Regions from separate parts of the Nothobranchius furzeri genome. Here region 2 is linked to region 1. A link is a contact called in public Micro-C data. All regions are on one chromosome and are shown on one strand. Each heading gives the region's core, a stretch centred on a gene start, on an enhancer-like site or on the middle of the called end of the contact. The rest is flanking DNA. Distances are from core to core; before and after follow the strand shown.

The links. A called contact is a pair of places that touch in the nucleus more often than the background predicts.
Region 2: a contact with region 1 is called in a Micro-C map of tail fin, with 15 times the contacts expected there. The contact joins the enhancer-like site here to the promoter of ccdc88ab in region 1. A contact is called at or near these places in 2 of 2 Hi-C or Micro-C datasets (skeletal muscle and tail fin).

The regions. Positions count from the first base shown.
Region 1 is chr12:26,282,675-26,286,094 of NfurGRZ-RIMD1, reverse strand. ccdc88ab (coiled-coil domain containing 88Ab) reads right to left here and starts at 1,941. Exons shown (of 39, transcript XR_001571746.3): 1 at 1,658-1,941; 2 at 1,462-1,562.
Region 2 is chr12:26,343,814-26,346,979 of NfurGRZ-RIMD1, reverse strand. It overlaps ccdc88ab (coiled-coil domain containing 88Ab), which reads right to left. Exons shown (of 39, transcript XR_001571746.3): 24 at 1,477-1,754; 25 at 1,209-1,352; 26 at 942-1,128; 27 at 711-856; 28 at 522-614; 29 at 34-236. Among protein-coding and RNA genes, the nearest start is that of LOC139062102, 37 kb to the right of the region's middle. Within about 2 kb of position 1,894, at least 1 of the 3 cell types and tissues checked has an H3K27ac peak or open chromatin away from gene starts, as enhancers often do. A contact at or near this core is called in tail fin, where this site is marked.

The DNA.
Region 1 (3,420 bases), core at 692-3,191:
TTGGCTGTGACTACCAATCCCCAACATCCTGTCAGACAAACCACGGTTCATTTCAGTTCACTTCTAGCCACCTTTTAAGCACCACTGCACATAAGCACAGAGATCCTACAGCGTATCTGGGTAGCACATATTCATTTGTAAACCCCAGACTTGTCTTTTTCATGTCAAAGGTTATTGTCCTTTGGTTTTTCCATCTTGCTTCATTCTCCAACCCTTCCCCCATATCCTTCCAGTTGCTTACCCATTACCCAATGTTCCACTGGGGAAAATGCACTGGAAATACAGTTTTTACTCTTTCACACAGAGTAAACGAGGAAAGCTCTAAACCTAAAAACTGCTTTCCTAAACATGATTCTATTTGGAGCCGGCGAGAGACTAGAAGCACTCAGGAGTAGAACCAAATCACTGGAGAGGGAGATGGAAGAGGTTGTTGAAACTTGAGGCAGCTTATAGCAAACGGACAATCGGAGAGCTCAAAACAAGTGTCCTCTTAATTGTCCTGTCAAGTTATTATTGCTATAAATGTGACTTGTTACAATAATAAGCATGTTTTTTGTACGTAAACTGTTCTCACTCTTTAAAAAGGCATAAGATCAATCAACTATATGTTCTACAAATACATTAGATATGAGGTTGTCTCGGCTCAAACCAATGGGAGGAAACACGAGATGTGCTGCACATAAATCCCTTTTAAACCTATTCATCAGGGAGCAGGCAAAACTGAATGCTCCTTAAACTGGCAAGCAGGGGAAAAGCTGACAGGAGAGTCTGGCATTAGTGGAAATATGGAAAAAAAAATGTATTTTAACAGATCATGCTGGCAGGAAGTGGCAACCTGCAGCCAGACAAAGAAGTAGAAATCTTTCTCCTGTCATGCCACATATAGAAACGGTCTCAGGAAAGAGACAAATTCGACATGCAGTCCTTCACAAATCCAGCACTGTCAGTAGATCTTACAAATAAGCTACATTTTCTTTAATTAGATAAAAATAAAACGTGCTCTTGTTTCCCTGCACCATCCAAGTTAAAATTTTCATGCATGGTGTGTGTGCTGGGAAGAGTGTTTCTCCTTAGGATTAATCAACAACACAGCAGGGTGCAGCTTCAAGGGAATGAGTCTAGTTTTCTGCTGAGGCATGCTGCATCCATGCAGCTGACACCGGTGTACACAAGCTCAAAAGACATCTTAAGTGTTAATATATCTGACCCACTCCCACCAACACAGGGTCCTCTTTGTGAGCAGCCTCCATTCAGCTCAACTGGACAGAGGCTGCTGTCTCGTGTAAGGATGACCATCATTTTAACCCTCCTCCACTATAATAACAATAAAACATGGACTGTAGGTTGTTGCACATCTCTGGTTTGATGTCTGCATGCCCTCAATTGGCTAATTCCGTGCCTCTATGTAGGCCAGCTCAGAGGACTGACCGGTTCGGCTCTCCAACTCTCAGATTTACTTACATCTCCAGCATGAACTCGTTCAGGTAAATCCCATCCACTAATTCCATATATTCCGATAATTTACTGCCATCGCTCACTGTCGACCGCCCGACGGTCTTCACCTGGAAAAAGAAAGGAGTGCGATCAATTAACAGGCGAAATAAGGTGATTGTTTAATGAGTCAACACTCATTAGCATATTTAATTAGGGTGCTTACCCAGCAGACCAGAGGGGTGAGCATGAACTGCTCCAGTAATGGGGTGAAAACCTCGTTCTCCATATTTAACCTTCAGCCGTTTGTTCAAACAAATTGGGATTTTTAAAAAATGATTTAAACTCCTCTCATGTTGATAATTCCACGTTTTAATCCAGGCTTTACTTTACGAGGATTTAAAAAATAATAATAATCACTAATTTTCTCAAACCGACCCAGCTGTTGGAGATGCCGCCGACGAGACTTCTTCCTGGGTGGGAGAAGAAGAAATCACATTTTTGTGCTCAAAAACCGCATTCCCTTAAGGTTTTCTGTTATTTAAGGATCAGTCCGCGTTGCGTTCAATATTTAAACGACGAAAAGAGATGAGAAATAATCCTAATTCGGGTATGTAAAAGAAGGTCCAGCTGCGAGGGAAAAATAAACAGATGTTGCAAATCCAGCTTCGGAAATGATCGGGTTCCACCTCATAGTTTTTTGTTGTTGTTGTTTTTTTAAATAAAGTGACTTCCAGACGCGGATTCCTGGCTGTCTGCGTCCAAACGCCGCACACCACCGAGCTGCTGCTGGAGAGTTGAGAGGATGACTGGAGGACACGTAGAGCCGCGCCTCCCTCCCTGCGCATCTCCCTCCTCCTCCCAAAGAAAAGTAGGGCATTAATCAAAGCGTTCCCTTTCTCCTCTGATTTCCTCTGAGTCATAGAAAAAAGATCTTAGTCAACATGTGAACAAACAAATAAAATAAATTCACTCATGTTTGAGTGCGAGTAATGGAACCACTTTGTCTCAAAAGAAAAGTGAATGAAAACTCCAATCTTGTGATTCATAACCTCAGTGTGTAATACTGACTATTTAAGTGCTTATTTGGTTTAACTTCCACGCAGAAATGCAGGGTAACAGTGCATAAATGCACTTCCTTTGTCTGCCTCTGCAGCATGCATTAGACATCATAATGGAGGTAAAATACTGACACCTGGTGGGTTATGTCACAGATCACTATATAAACATCTAAAAAAAAAAAAAAGGTTGAAAATATTCAGATCCTTAGAAGGGGTCTGTGGGGATGTTGAATAATGCATTTCCTGTTCCAGATGGTTCTTTAACAACCTCAGTTTGGGGAAATAGAGAATGAGGCCCAATCCCAATACTCGCACTGTGCCCTTCTGTGAAGTGTGCTTGGAAGAAGTGCACAGCAAGGCTTCGAGTGTGTGGTGCACAAGTGTGCAAATGATTGCAGAATTTGGACAGGGAGCATTGCGTCATCAACCGTCTGCTGGTCACTGTGCTACTTAAAAAAACTTCATTAACTCATTAACTGCCATTGACGACAAAAGTCATCATTTTAAATCCAACTGCCAGTGACGACTAAAGTCATCATTTGCATTTTTTTACTGTGTGGGCGTAGGAATGAGCCCCCGCAACGTGAAAACAAACATCTCAGCTCGCTGATCTTCATCTGTGTATGTCACACATCACATGATCAGGAATTAGAAAATCCATGTGTTAGGAGATCTTTTTGGGCCGCTGCTGTAAAGAAAAAGGCACGAACCGTAAAAGCTTCACAATTCAACAACGGATTATGAAAGAACGAACAGCGCTCGAAACACGCAGATTCATCCTGATGTAAGAAGTGAGTCTACTCTTTGTTTTGGTAGTTTTGACGTTGACATCACCCTAGTGCGCAACGTTCTATGACTCTTAAAAATACAGTGAAAATGCTGAAAAACGCCGGCAGCAACGGGCTTTTCTGATCAGGAAACGGGAGGC
Region 2 (3,166 bases), core at 645-3,144, 61 kb before region 1:
ATCTGTGCGTGTGCCCGTTTTCCGTGCACTCACTGCTGCTCCTCTTCTGCGTGAGCGGGTCATCCAGCGAGTTGGAGCCAGAGCCTATAGAAGAGCTGTCCTGGCTGTCCTGAGGGAACGGCAAGAAAACGTCTCCGAACTCGGACCGAGACGGAGTCAGCGTGAGAGAACGCATCCTCTCTCGGCTCTTTGGCTTGATCAGCTTCTTCATCTTCAGGGTGATCCAGTTCCCACGCCTTGGACGAAAAAGACCAGGCAGAGAGAGGAGAAAAGACCACGAAGGAAAAAGAAAGAAGCCGCAGCAATAAAAAAAACAATATTGAACAAATCCCGACTGTTATTCATGTTTAAGGGTTGCCGTGTGCAGCTGTGGCTCTGCAGTCATAAATATTAGATGAACGTGTCTAAGAGTATGCATCTCTGAGAGCCAAAAAGCAAACTGAAGCTTGCTCCTATAACAAAAACTAGAAATAGATCTCTATCGTTTTGTCCCCACTTGATTTGCTGATGCTGTGTTTTACCTGCGTGGGGGTGACGGGTCGTAGAATTTGTACTGGTCCATGATTTTTTCCTCCAGCTTTTCCTTTTGCCTCCTCAGCTCGTTCAGTTTGTCTCTAAAGGTTGAGCAAAAACATAAAAAAAGGTCAATTCTTACAATTTAACACTTACTGAACATTCTTTAGAGAACGAACATTAATTATCAGCTTTACATGTATTGTCTTTGCTCTACGTGGAACAGGTCCTTGCTTTCCATGGTCTGCTCCAGAAGTGTGCGGTTCTGCAGCATCAGGGTCTGGATCTGGTCCAACAGGTGACGGTTCTCCTCCTCCAGGTTTCCCTTTAGCTGGCTCAACAGCTAACACACGCAGCAGGGATGCAGGAACACCCAGATGAGCAATAACAAGAGAGATGTGAAGACACAAAGTCAGGAGTCCTCTTACTTCACACTGGTTGGTGAGTTTTGTGGAGGTGATGTCCAGCTGCTGATATTGTTCCTTCAGTTTGGAGAACTCGGCCTCCAGTTTGGTCTGCTCCAGCTTTGCACTGTTCAACTGGCTCTTTATGTTCTTATGGTCCAGCTGGAGACTCTCGTTGTCCTGCACCAGCTGACGATAAGACGTGTTGAGTCTGGAAAGTGAGCACAAGGTTAAGATTTTTATCTAAATGTGTAATTCTTATTAAGTGAACATGGTTCTGATTAATCGGACCTGTCGTTCTCCTCTTTGAGTTGTTTACATTGGTCAGCTGTAGCTTTGTGGCTCTGGTTCTCCTGCTCCATCTTTTCCTGCTGTTTCTTCAGGTTCTTCTCCAGTTCCTCCAATTCCCCTTTTCTCTGCAGGAGCTGCTTATATCTAAATGCATAAAACACACATTTACAAAACACAGAAAAAATAAATCACAAATTCAAAATGTCTTGTTTTATGTATTTGCCCAGCTTGGCCAGTTTAGTTTGACTGGCGGAAGACTGTGTCTCACTTGTCCTCCAAGTCCCTGTGCTGTTGCTCCAGGCTCTTGTGGGAGGTCTTCAGGCCGCCATGTTTCCCAATCAGGGCTTCGTACTCCACGGCCTGTCTCTCATGGAGCGCTGCCAGCTTCTCGTGATCTCGGAGCAGCAGTTCGTAAGTTGCCCTCAGCTCTTCTTTCTCTTTCAGCGCTCCTTCTCGCTCCCCCTCCACACTGCTCTGCTGGGTCTGCAGCTGGGCATTCTGGGCCATCAGCGCAGCACTTCGGGAACTCAGGGTTGAGTTTTCCACCTGCATGGGATGACAAAGGTAGGAAAAGAAATACTTATTTTAAATATGTTTTAAAAAACAGCATTAATCTTAATTCACTGGAGGGAAAATGAGGATTTGTTGCAGTTTAAGACCTCTAGGGGGCACTGTGAGTGTTCAGTGTGACCTCCCGATTTGCTGAAACATCTGTTTAAAAAAAAACACCAGCAGGAAACATGTTTCTATTCATCTTCTCTTCATGGTTAACGTGGTTTCTGAGTCTAAAAGTCCTCTGATATCATACCGACCATGCTTATTCACTCTGACATATGAACCCACAACCTAAATGAAGCCAAGTTTCATTTTTACTCACTCACAAACACCTAACTTAACGTATTGTGGCCTCACACACACATAACTCACGTTACACTTTAAGCTAGGAAACAAACACCCTCCAGACACAGCTAGCTAGTGCATGGTCAGTGTAAATCCTGCTACCCATAAGGAGGGTTTGAAAACCTGCCAAACAGTGAGGGTAAGTCTAAATCTATAGCAGGGAGCCGAGCCGCTTGGCAGGCCAACTGTGTAAACACAAGTGTGTAAAATGTAGAATCACCAGCAAACTGTAATAACACCTTCCAGAGGAGCAGTGCTGCATCTGTGCACCAATCCTATCTAGCCTAATAATGTAAAAGCCACAATTTTATATGGTTTATGTGCTAAGGTTACATGCTCCACCTTCTGCACTGTATTTGCACACGCCTTAACCTTAAAGTTGTTTCTTTTTAATTTTTTAATTGTATTTTCTGTCAAGTTGATTTGAATGTTCTTGCTATTGGAAAGCACATTGAATTGCCTCTGTGTATGAAACGTGCTATATAAATAAAGCTGCCTCGCCTTGCCTTATGTGGCATTTATGAGGAAAAAAGATAAAGATAACTATTAAAGAACTGAATCTGATAGGCAGTAGTGTCCCCAGAATTTTTTCACGAGGGGGCAGTGATAATTTTGGGGTGGCCCACCAAATTGGTCCCCGTGGTGAATCAGAGTTTACCTTTTTGCTGTGCATTGAATTGCTCAGTTATTCTTTTTTTTTATTTAAAAAACAAAACAATTCGTCTAATGCATCCAACACATTTATGTCAAATTTAAGAAATGCAAATATTTCAGAAAAAAGACAAAAAGTTCTAAGTTATTGTTTCAAACGTTGTTTTACAATTTTAAAGGGGTGGATTACTTGTTATATCAATACATTTGCAGTGGTTTCTAATAGAAATGCATGCCTCGCAGGCAACACTCAGGGCACAAAAAAGCCCACAAACCTGCAACATCAGACGGCGAGATTTGGAGTCTTATTTCCTGATATCTGGACAGCCTGCCTTGGATTGGATAACAGCAACGCGGCTCTACCACTGACTTGCAAAGTGGATGTCTTATGTCTACAAATAACACAA